2 separate regions of the Drosophila melanogaster genome follow, and region 2 is linked to region 1. Evidence: chromatin contacts called from public Hi-C data. All regions are on one chromosome and are shown on one strand. The core of a region is the stretch at or near the end of the contact, and the rest is flanking DNA. Distances in the headings are between cores, read along the strand shown. Region 1 holds the start of Kif3C (Kinesin family member 3C). Region 2 holds the start of Cadps (Calcium-dependent secretion activator).

Region 1 (6,245 bases), core at 730-3,229:
CATAAATATATAAATATATAAATATATAAATACATAAATATATAAATATATAAATATATAAATATATAAATATATAAATATATAAATATATAAATATATAAATATATAAATATATAAATATATAAATATATAAATATATAAATATATAAATATATAAATATATAAATATATAAATATATAAATATATAAATATATAAATATATAAATATATAAATATATAAATATATAAATATATAAATATATAAATATATAAATATATAAATATATAAATATATAAATATATAAATATATAAATATATAAATATATAAATATATAAATATATAAATATATAAATATATAAATATATAAATATATAAATATATAAATATATAAATATATAAATATATAAATATATAAATATATAAATATATAAATATATAAATATATAAATATATAAATATATAAATATATAAATATGTAAATATATAAATATATAAATATGTATATATGTATATATGTATATATAAATAGATTACAAAACTCAATAATGATATATGTATTATTTTTTATTTACGTTTATACATTTTTTAAATGTTTTGAGTTGTATAAAACTGTATATGTATTTTATGAATGAATCGCTTTCGTACCTATATACACAGTTTTCGTAAGAACAAAATTAAAATTTAAGTCATGCGCAGATAGATATTCACTACGTCGTTAAAGCTCAATTTAAGAACTTACATATTATTATCTGAAAAACTCGATTGTTTAAAATTAAATGATGAAATGAATGAAATTAAAATAAAATTAAATAGAAAAAATTATTATAAATACATATCATTAATACAAGTTTTACTTAATACAATTAAAAAGTACAAATAATTGTTAAATTAACTGGTAAGTTTTTGAAATATTTATACAATATTTTCAAAATTTAATTATCTTTAATATTTGACGGTAATGCCTAACAAACGCGCTTTGCTTGAAATATGGTACCGTGTACCTGTAATGAATACTCTTTGCTATGACGTCTACAACACTCCGCGGAAACGTGACTAAGTGAGGGTTGGTTCATATCGTATGTGACTTGCATCCTAAGATCACGCGTGCGCGTGTTCAAAAATCGTAGCCCTCTTTTCAGGTTACAGTGGTCAAAACGGGAGCTTAAAGCTTTGCAAAATTAGTTTATATGTGTATTATAATAGAGCATTCCCATACATTCCCTATCGATTTCGAAGAAATCGTGAGGCACAGAATGGTTTTTCACACTGGGTAATATCGAATTGTTGTTAGCTTCAAAAATTTATTAAAATTTGGATTAAAATTAACTCTTTTGTTTTTAGCCTAAATTAAGCAATATGGGCAAGCTTTAATTATATAACCCATTTTAAAATACGCTAAGTGTATAATCGAATCTTGTGTGTCGCCCGTTATGATCGTACGATATAAGAAAGGCTTATTTCCTAAGTTTTCAAAAAAACTTGTGTTTAATACAAAATACAATATTCTTACGCAATTCAAAATGGAAGTATATTTTTATATTTTCATTTAACTGCCGATGCGAATTATCCATAATATACCTAATTATATACTTATGCATAATAATGGAATGCATAAATTTTTATTTGAATTCAAAAACATGTGGTTTTTCACAAAATGCCGATAATCTATTATGTTGCACGCAACGTTTAGCACTTTTTTCTCGTATTATTACTCGTTACTCGTATTGTTAAAGGGTATACCAAATCAGGATATTTAAAAATTTGACTAAAATCTTTATTTTTACTTCAGTCAAATGGCAATTTTATACACATAAGTAAAAAATGTTGCTTTGAAATTCAAAGTTCTTTAAAACTTTGGATGATGAGCGGTTTCATTTCACAAGGTTGGGAAAGACTTATTGATTCTACCAAAATTATGGTATGAAAATGATTTAAATTCGGAGCTTTACGTGAATGTATTTCGAATACTTTCAAAGTAGCTTTTAATTTCATGTATGGATTTTCTCTTGAAGCAATTATAAATATTTTTAGTTGAATTTTAAGTAAACTTTAAGACTTATTTTGACCAACACAGGAAAATGAGTGAAAATATTAAAGTTGTTGTTCGATGTCGTCCGATGAACCAAACTGAAAAAGAACGAAACTGTCAAGTAAGTGTATATTTTAATTTATTACATCGACTTTATATCGACATTACAAAGAGAAGGTTAAATTTTTTTGCCGAACACTTTTGGGATTTTAAATATTTTGTTTTGTTAAGAGTGTGTAACAGGTAAGGAAAGCAAATTTGCTGTACTTCCAAACTACAGCGACTTGGTGGAAATCAAAAACACTAACTTTTAAATACATTCATTAAACATTGTCTTTTCTAAATATATGGAAGATGATAATCCTTCAATACCCTTAACAAAACATATTTGGGTAAAAGAAAGTTTTAGCGTTTTCAGGATTCCTTGGAGACTGGGACTTATCATGCAGGTTAATAAAGTTGTGTTAGTAAAGTGATACACCTATGCATGACTAGGCCCTGGCGATCCGCTCCGAACACGCATTATAAATACGCAATTAATAGATATGTTTACATTAAGTACTAGCTTCCCGGCAGACTTCGTATAGATAATTTAAACAAGAGAGAATGTTGTAGTCAATTTCCGCGGCTATCAGTTACCCGTTACTAGTGTGAACGCGAACTCGAAATATCATAATTTTTCTGGGATATCGATAAATATTGGGGAATAAGATGGGATAAAATTTAAGAATTGTTCAAAAGTGTGGGCGTGACCGGTTTTTTTGCAAATCGATAGAAATTTACAAGACTAATTAAAGTATAAAAAATTGTTCAATAGAGTGGGCGTGACAAAAATTTTTTTTTATTGCAAATCGATAGATATTAATTAAATTATTGTAAGAAACCCAAACGTACGAGACTAATAAAGATGTGAAAAAATACAACACATTTCTCAAAAATTGTGGTCGTGGTCGCAACGCCACCATTTTAGAAAAATTATTGGATATTTTTTCATAATTTTATTTGTCTTGTAAATTTCTATCGTTTTGCCAAAAAAACTTTTTGCCACGCCACCTCTAACACCCTAAGGCCGCCAAACCGGTCACGCCCACACATTTGAATAATTTTTAATATTATGATAGTTGTTGCTTTTATGTGCAAGAGCTCCTAGAATCTAAAGCCTATTTAATTCATTTTTCTATAATAAGTATCACATTTCTGAGATAGTAATACAATACAACATTTTCTTTGACTGTCTCTCTCTCTCTGGTCATCAGTGCGATTAGCAGCTTTTCGGTGATTTAATTTACGGCGTTCGGTTATCTTAAATAATCAAACTTTGAATTAATCAAAGTCAGCAAACTGACACAAAAGCCGATAGAAATGCCTACGAAATTATAATTGTCTTGGGGTGAATATACTTCAAAGTTATATAAAGCTAAGATTTTTTGCGATCATAAAATTAATTTATTTTTTAATAAAACGACAATTTATTTACTTTTGTCATTTCAGAACATTGTTGAAATTAATGAATTTGCAGTTTCCGTGACTAATCCATCAGCTCGCATATCTCAACAAAAAAAATTCATATTTGATAGTGTTTATAATATGAAAACTGACACGGAAGTGATTTACGACGAGATGTGTTATTCATTAGTTGAGAGTACAATCGAAGGATATAATGGAACCATTTTTGCTTACGGTCAAACAGGTTGTGGGAAAACACACACAATGCAGGTACTTGTCAAAATATGTAAATGTGTATGTATGTAGACGGGTAGTATAGTAATGACTAGTATAGCTAAAGGTTAACTATATTCGTAAAAAAAATGAACAGGTATAAAGTGTATAAATTCCTTAACAGGACCACCAGCCGAGATGAGTCGAGCGGCCATGTCCGACTGAATATTTTATAATGCTTGCCGCTCGAAAAGGGTAAAATATTGTGCTTTTTGTGCTACAACATTTTTAAAACTTACATTGATTGTACGTTTTCCGATATTACATTAAAACATCTGATTTTACGGTTAAGCCCGAAGACATTGGCAACCATATAAAGTATATAATTAACTAAAGTTACCGTCGCTATGTCCACCGCATGAAATACGTCGACGAAGGCATTCTGCAATGTAAGCATTATGCCGGACGTCGTTACGTAGCTGGCAAACTTTGTTTATTTGCATGACCGCTACGAATATGAAACCGCAACAATGTGATTCGTTTTCTATTTTAGCTCCTAACTTGAATTTCTGTATTTGTAGCTTTAGTTTGATTTCGTACTCCAACGCCACAGCTCCGCTTGGCTTAGCAAATAAAGAATTAATATTAACTCCTTGTCTTTAATTGTCGCGGCCCCGCCCGACACCCAGACTCGTATAGCCGCGCGCGATTACACCGGCATAAAATACTTAATTTATACATATGTATATTCTTAATAAGTACATACAACCACATTGTGACAGTCATGTCCGTCCTGCATCTTTCCCAAATATTTTCAGAAATTTAGTCGGAAAAAGAAAATTAAGAGAGAACACTATAGTCGGCTTTCTCGATTACCAGAGTGGATCATTAGGAATATAGTTTAACATTTTTGTGGCGTGGTTTAAATGTTTTCGCATATTAATAGATTTAAGCATATATCATGGATGTTTGTATATATTTGATTTAGTAAAAAACGCAATGAACAAATTTAAATTTTTGTTGTCCAAAATGGCCAATGGAAGAGAGATGGTCTTCGCTGCCCAGGGAATTAAGCAATGCTAAAATAACTGGAGCCATCAGTCCGGAGAAGCCCATAGTTCAAAAAAATTCAGAGAGAGTTTATGCACACTCGCACACTTATTTTAGTTTCACATTAAATGTGAAATAATTTCAGTATAAAGCTTTTATCCTAAACATATTTGAAAGTTCATGAAAATGTTAAAGAAAAGCTTCTGGCCGAGGTTGAGTAGATCTACAATAATTTAAGATAAGGGGTATCCATACTCAAGAATCGGACGGACTAGCGAAATAAATAAGGTTTTAGTCATGTAAGGATCATTAAATTCCGTAGACCACCTTTTTATAAAACCAAGCACACCGCTGGCCTTATTGACAATATTCGAAATATAGTTTGAAAATTTTGGTTTAAGGTCCAGAAGATCACCAAGATCAGCGACACGCGATATTCTGTCCAAAGAGCACATCCGTAACATCCGTTATCACGGCACCATATATGAAAGCTGTCTAGATCGGATTGTAAGTGGACGAAATTATATATAGTCGAGCAAGCGGTCAATAAAGTCATGAAGGTCCCCCGTCTGGAGGGACAGTTATACCTATATATTGTGTACATACCTGGAAAGACATCGGAGTTTTAACCAATTCTCTGTGAACACTATTATATGGGATGCAAAGGAAAGCCTATGACACTACTATCTTGCATAGTATAAGTGAAAAAGTTGATCACCAATAAAATATTAAATTATAATAAAAAAAATTATTGCTTTAATTAATTAAACAGTTACAATTTTAAGTGGCGCCCAACGTGGGGCGGTGTACTTCAAAAGTTAAAAAAAAAACATTAACGATATTACGTTTTATATAAAACGGAACTCGCGCCGCCAAGCACCTCATATTTTTAGTGCAAAAATCAAAACATCCACATTAATCCAATGAAATCTAATTACTGTGACAGTGATCATGGAAAAACTTAATTGGAAATTAATTAATGCAATAATCCAATTAAGAATTTAATTTTTAAGAACTATTTACAATATTTAAAACTAAAATCAACATTATTTTAAAAATAAAAAAATCGACACTAAGAAGGAAGGAAGAGCTGAAGGCATACCGCGCAACAGTTAAATACAAAAAAAAATTGAAGGAAGACCCAAACAGAAAATAATCATGATAACTAAAATGGAGGAAGACCCCAACAGAAAGTAATCAGGACAACTAAACGAAAGGAAGACTTAACGGAAAGTATCGTGAGCATGAAAAAATATTAAGTCTTTAAAAGAACTTATAGATAAATTATAGGATAGAAGGGCAGTTAAACGCCAGCAAAAATGTAGTAGAGGATTATAAAATCCAAACAGTTGACCCATTTATAAAATGCGAAACTACCCTAGCGGTTGATAAAGCTTTACCAAAGTTCACAGGTGAAATAACCCAATATGTAGGCTGGAGAGAAGCGGCAGAAACTGCCATGAGTCTATACAAAATTCAAAGCGAACATTATTTTATCGCTTTAACAATTTTACGTAATAAAATC
Region 2 (6,766 bases), core at 3,017-5,516, 83 kb after region 1:
AACTCATTCCGCCGGAGTCAGCAGAATGTTTTGATGGTGATACAACAGTTGTTTGTCTAAAACTTTCTGGAAGAATGTCACTGTTCATCATAGGTTCTTTTGTTGCGGTTGATGATCCCTCTGGAACGGATTTTATAAGTTTGAAGTCCGTTTCTGGAACAGCACCATGGTGAAGACGAAGACTGGAATGGCTATTTTCCCTTTTAATCGTTAAAGATATAGATGTAGCAGACGTCGATGATGCAGTTGTCTCTGCTGCGAAGTTCCTATTCTGCCCTGTAAACAACATTCGTTAAACAAACCGTATTACATTATAAATCGAGTTTACCTGTAACTGGGGATTCGTTCCTACTAGAACATAATCCACTCACCCCACCACAGCCACTTGAGCTACTTGGTGGTCTCGGTAAGCGACGGCGAAGCCATGGATGTTTTAAAGCCTCGGAAGGTGTTAATCGCTTGTCTGCATCCCATTCAAGGCAACCACGTATAAAATTAAGAAAGAGTGGATCTTTGCATCCATCCAGCGCCTTAGATAGACTTTTTGAGCATGGCGGGCCCCTTTGTTTTCCACGACGTGACTGTCCGCCGATTAGGACCACCATTCCATCAGACATCGTTCGAACCGTACAATATCGAGGATACCCCTTTGGACTGAAAAACGATTTTGACCTCTTCGAGCTGGCTAGTATATTTTTATTGGGCATTCCTAAAACTTCAATGATGCAAGCCAACTGATCGCTTTCGTTTTCACCAGGAAACAATGCATGGCCTGAAAGCAGCTCTGCTAAAATACAACCCAACGACCACATGTCGATAGCTCTGCCATATTTTCCCCCCAAAATTACCTCTGGAGCGCGATAAAAACGAGACTGGATATATGTGTATATACGCTGGTTCTCGAAGCATGACGACCCAAAGTCAATTACCTTTAAATAAACAGAAGATATAAAATTATAATTCCTACCCAAATACAAATTGGCAATTATTACACTGCCATAGGAAGTCGGAAAAGGAATGGAAAATGTAAGCAAGAAAATCTTATTGTTTTACGTATTAAGTCCAGATAAATGTCAATATTCTCTATCCCTGCTTTTCGAAATCTTAAAGAGTGCAAACTGCTCTTTTGAGGTACTTTTACCTGCTCGCTTTGCAAGTTTGGGAATATGTATAGTTTACTTTGTACACTTGTTCGAATTAAAATACTTATAGACACACAAATGTTGTCTGTTTCCAACACAAAAGCCGTAATTTAACAAAGGCCGGGCAAGTAAAAAAATAATTCTTGGCTATGTAAAATAATTGAACACTTTAAGTACGCTGGCTTAAGTGGCCAAACGCGTGTTGTAATGTTTTTCTCGGGGTTGCAAACGACTAACCTGAAGCTAGCTTCCATCGTCGGATGGTATAATGGAAAAAGAGATTGAAGCTAGGATTAAACAAGAGAGAATGTATATATGTATATTCGAGTTCCCCGACTATCAGACACCCGTCACTCAGCTAGTGGGAATGTAAACGTGAAATTTCATAATTTTTTCGGGTTATCGATAGATATTTAATTTAAAAATTGTTTAATAGTGTGGTCATGACCGTTTCTGGCGTTTTGTATTTGTAGTTGGCGTGGCCAAGGTGTTTTTGGTATACAGATAAGAATTGGCAAGTCAAACAAAATAAAACGAAGAAATATCAAAACATTTTTCAAAAGAGTGGGCGTGGAAGTTTTGGGCGTTAGAGTGACCTTGGCAGCAAGGGTCAACAAACTTGCTCTGCGTATATGTCTCTCGAATCTGTATGCTTAATCTCAACCATCTAGCTTTTATAGTTCCTGAGATCGAGAAGTTCATGGCCAGATCTATTCACCTATTGATCCTGATCAAGAATATACTTTATACTTTTCAACAATCTAGTATACACTTTACTTAACGAGTATCGCGCGCTCGGGACCCTTATACGGGCGGTCATGGCTATATCCTAGCTTTTATTTTATTATCCTTCTATCCCTTTATCTTCGAGTAAGTGTCATATATATAATCGATCCTGTATACTTTACTAAGTTCCGTCATTTTTAAGCGACGTACTTACCTTTATACCAGAACGTCCTTGTTGCTTGAGTAGCACATTTTCTGGTTTCATATCGCAATGAATAATATCATTTTTATATAGTGCATCCAAACATTGTAGCAAAGAGTGTGCAAACTTTCGCACCAGCTGCAAACTGAAGCCTTTAAATCCATTTTTCTTAATTAATTCGTAAAGATTTATGCTGAGCAGCTCAAATGTAATGCATGTATGATTGCGGAAAGTAAAGTAATCAAACATGTGTATGATGTTCATAGTATTATATTTATCGTGACGGCGTAAATGATGAAGAATGCGAATTTCCTCTTGGGCCTGGCGGTGAAACCGCTTTTCATTGCGCACTATTTTTAAGGCAACATGTTCGTGAGTTTTATGATCATACGCTTTAATGACCTGTCCAAAGCTACCTTTTCCGATTATCTTTAGCATTTCATACCGATATGCTACGTGATCATGCGGTACATGAATGTAAGCGCCTTGTTCATTGTCGTATTCAGAATTATTTGGGCCATAGACTCCTGGGCGCTTCTTAGCGTTGGCGCCAATAAAATATATCTGCGGATAAGTTAGTATTTCTGTTCGCTCGTATGGAGTTAGTTTATTCATATATAAAATCATTACTTGTTGTGGGGAAACTACCAGAACCTTCGGTTTCTCGTGTAATTCACATTTTTGTTGGCCAGACATAATAATTTGTTCGTGAAATAAAAAGGTGTGGTTTTCCATTACAGAAGATTCTTTGACTGAAATTAGCGATTCACATTCGGGTTCCGACTTTGATTTCGAATTTTCCGAAATCGTACGCAAAAACAACCCAGGAACATCTTTTGTCTTTGATGGAGATGTTACATTAGGCAACGATATTGCTATAATTTTTAATTTAATTAAAAGGATCATTTAAATACTTATTAGTGACAAAAAATTTTTTACCTTGAATAGACTCTGAAATTTCGCAGCAATCGAAAATGGGTAAAATTTGAATATCTCCAGGGTAATTGGCAATATTATTTGATGGCTGCGTGGGAAAGTCTTCTTTACTATCATTGAGCATTGCCAATGGTTCAAAGCATCGGGTTAAATATTGTAATCCACTGTCCCGGTATTGATGACGGTTGGCTTTTTCAGTATTATTTTGAGCGATACCAGTATGTGTTAAATTTTGGTTAATCATCTGAATTTGTATCTGAGGTAGTGATGTAGGAGGTGAAAGTGCTTTTGAGAGTTGTGTGTTTTCCAGATGAGTTGTGTTTAAATTATTTTTGTCTGTTGCGGGTGTTTCAGATAATTCGATATGATTGTTTTTTTTTTCTTGAGAACCGACCATAGTGCGCTTGTTTATGGTAGTTATTAAATCCGATTTTATGTAGATTGTTATAAATTAGTTTATTACATTTCGGGTGTTCCCAGGATACAGAATTATTTAATGTGTTTTATAACAACACAGTTTTCATTAAACTAGTTTGCCGCAACTGGAATAAGAAATATTTGGTTTAATAACGATTGTGTGCCTTAATATACATTTTAGTCGGCAATGCACTCTACTTTAAAAAAATATCCTATTATCGTATCAAAATTGATTTTGTTTTTTAACTTTCCGATCTTGGTTTTTTCTAAATACTTTTTATTTGTGTAAATAGTTTGTATATATGTACTTACATCTGCATATACATAACGAACAGTTGAAAGGCACAGCCAAAATAAATAGTAATATATATTGAGGTTATAAACTTCGGCACTTGTGCTTAAATTTATTATTTTTGTATTGCTATACCTTTAATTAATTAAATATAATAATACCTTAATAAGTATATTGTCAACACTTAATTGAGTTTATGTCCATGTACATACATACATATATGTACAAATATTGCACATCGATGAAGACTGTATCAGAACAGTTTGATTAAACATTAACCGAGAGCTATAATATTTGATGTATTGCAATGATTTGTATTGTATACTTTACAAATAGGTAAAACCAGATATTTGTTTATCGTACAATTTCATTTGAATACACAATTTTCAAAGCGACCCGAACAAAGAGAAGAACAGTGTGACCGTGTTAAAACAGTTTTAACATGCCACCTGGCTCACATGTACTCACAATAGCGTTTGAAGCACGTTTTATAACCATAATCAACGGAGTACCATATAAAATGACTTCGGTGGTCCAGAATAAAGTTCTTTAGAACTTGTTTCGCAACTCAAACATAGGAACCACTTAGCATACAACAGCTCTAATATCAAAGTTTGTGACGAAAATTGAATAAATCAATACTTAGTCCACCGGACCGTTTTCGAGCGGAAATCGACTTTATATATAATTTGCAGGGCAATCGTTTGCCCATATAATGCGAGTCAAATCGTAAGAACACGTGTGGTATTGTAACATACATATATAATTCATGGGAATATTTATTCCTGTTTTCCCATTTTACTATTATGATTTTAAAAAGGTCGTATAACATTTTTTTAGTTTAGATCATTCATGCATGGCCCTAAGAAAGCGTTGTTATTCGCTTATAATGATCATTATGTCATTAGGGTTAATTTTTACGAATGGGCGAAAGAGCTGTTGTTTTAGGACAAATACTTTACTTAATATTTATCAAATCATTATTTGTTGTGAATATTTCTATCGATTTGCCAACAAATATGTATAAGTTAAATCAAGGCAAGTCTCTAATGTCCTAGTATCAATGTTTTGTGCTCATTGTTTATAGTGTTTTATGACTCGAATGCTATTTTGTCAAGCATGGCGGGCAGTAAAACAGTCAAATGCAATGCATATAGTCCAGAAACTAACTTTTGACTCAGATTAATTTTTTAAAGATTTAACTGTTTTCTGTTTTAATTTTTATATAAGTAACGAGTTGACTATGGAGTTCCACCACGTTTTTATTTGTCTTGACAGTTTCTATTGATCTGTAAAAAATATTCCATTTCTTTGAACTAAATAAACTAAGGTAGATATAATTTCCAAAACGTTTATCAAATAGTTATTAAGAAATTCATCTTAACCAAAATAAAAAGTATTTTAAGAATCCCTTCAACTACAAAATTTAGGCATAATTTAAATCTAATTGTGTTTCAGACAGTCCTGCTTTACTTAAATTATTGAAAATCAGAAACTTCTGCAAATCATCAACCAAATCGTCGAAAACAGTAGTTGTAACGGGAGTGCTAAGGTTACCACCATCGAAGTTATCGATAGTTCCATCGATTTTTTTTGCTTCTCCAACTTAACTATTCTTCAAACGGAAATCCATTTATTCATATGTGAAAATAGAGAACTGTATAAATAGAAGTAGATAATTTGTGAAATAAACCTGATGTCGCCTTGAAAATACATAAAAAACTTATATTTTTGTCAATAATTATACTATGAATTTCGTTTGTCATTCACATAGTAAATGAATTCAAAGTTTTGTTATCGTGTAACTCGAATTCATATAAATAGTGATAAAGTTTGTTCATAATTTAAAGCTATATTATAAGCACCATACATTACCGAACGACAAGCATAAATCTAATATTTAAGGTATTTGAAGCAATTAACCTTCCCAAAGAAATTGCTCTATTCTTCAACCCTTAAGGGTGGTGGTGAACAAATATATACATATTTCAGATGGTGGTGTGTTACAAATAAAAATAAAAGGTTTTTTTAACTTAGCGAAAATAAGAATTCGTTTGAAAACCCATCAACTATGGTTATTTTTGTTCTAAGTTATAAGGCATACATTCACCTTTTTTTTAAATTCCCCATCAAATAGCGTATTATAAATGTAAACAAACGATTTATAAGTATAATTTCAATAAGTAAAAGAAACAAGCTAAAGTTATCGTTGTTTTAATCAGTACAATAATAACAATGTAATAATGTAATAGTAATATCATACTCATGTTTCCACGCCCAATCTAACGCCCACAAAAATGGTTTGATATTTTTTCATATTTTTATTACTCTTGTAAATTTTTATCGATTTGCCAGATTAAGTATACAGATTCTAGACATAGAATTAGCGCTAGTTTATTGACCAATGTTGCCACGCCCACAAACCGCCGAGAGCTGCCAGTTAAAAAACTCAATGAAAACTGGTGATGTGCATTATAAAAAAAATAGTAAAAAAGGTAACTACATCGATAATGTGAATTAAACTGGGTAATTTGTGCAACATTATACACTACACATAATGCTATGAAAGTCATCAAATACCATGATTTCAAGTGACTGACGTACGTCAACAGGAACCATTGATGGATAATGCAAGTCAAATCGATAGAAATTTACAAGGCCAATAAAATGATGAAAAATTTCGAAAAATCGTTTAAAAGTGTGGGCGTAGCAGTTTTAGGGGGTTGCTGGCGTGGCAAAAATTTTGTTTTGCAAATCGATAGAAATTTACAAGACTATTAAAAATGTTACGAGGGTATACAAATTTCGTCTTTTAATATGATTTTGAATTCTTTTATTTTTAGGATTAAAAAACAAGTAATCGCGTTCCGCTTATTTTTTTACCATGATTGATCCTAGTTCAAGTGAGGAAGAAGGAGAAGATGACGCTGTTCCTAACGTTTCATCAAAAGGACGTCTTACAAATACGACCAAAGGAACAAGTGCCGTTTCTATAATTGGAGGATCTGCAGGATCCGTCGTAGGATCAAACATTCCTGTATCTGGCTCTAA

The links. A called contact is a pair of places that touch in the nucleus more often than the background predicts.
Region 2: a Hi-C map of the Kc167 cell line shows a contact between it and region 1, with 1.9 times the contacts expected there. The contact joins the promoter of Cadps here to the promoter of Kif3C in region 1. A contact is called at or near these places in 17 of 107 Hi-C or Micro-C datasets (the Kc167 cell line, the ML-DmBG3-c2 cell line, the OSC cell line and 8 more) and 1 of 6 datasets of contacts at active chromatin or transcription factors (the Kc167 cell line).

Annotation. Positions count from the first base shown.
Region 1 is chr4:1,145,487-1,151,731 of dm6, forward strand. Kif3C (Kinesin family member 3C) reads left to right here and starts at 1,980. Exons shown (of 5, transcript NM_143682.4): 1 at 1,980-2,132; 2 at 3,503-3,727. The coding sequence starts at 2,061. All of the region lies in intron 1 of CG32017, which reads right to left.
Region 2 is chr4:1,226,571-1,233,336 of dm6, forward strand. Cadps (Calcium-dependent secretion activator) reads left to right here and starts at 4,267. Exons shown (of 23, transcript NM_001031858.2): 1 at 4,267-4,444; 2 at 6,559-6,766. The coding sequence starts at 6,600. It overlaps Dyrk3 (Dual-specificity tyrosine phosphorylation-regulated kinase 3), which reads right to left and starts at 4,143. Exons shown (of 7, transcript NM_001038725.2): 1 at 3,928-4,143; 2 at 3,736-3,850; 3 at 3,010-3,548; 4 at 2,083-2,945; 5 at 329-929; 6 at 1-276. The coding sequence starts at 3,403.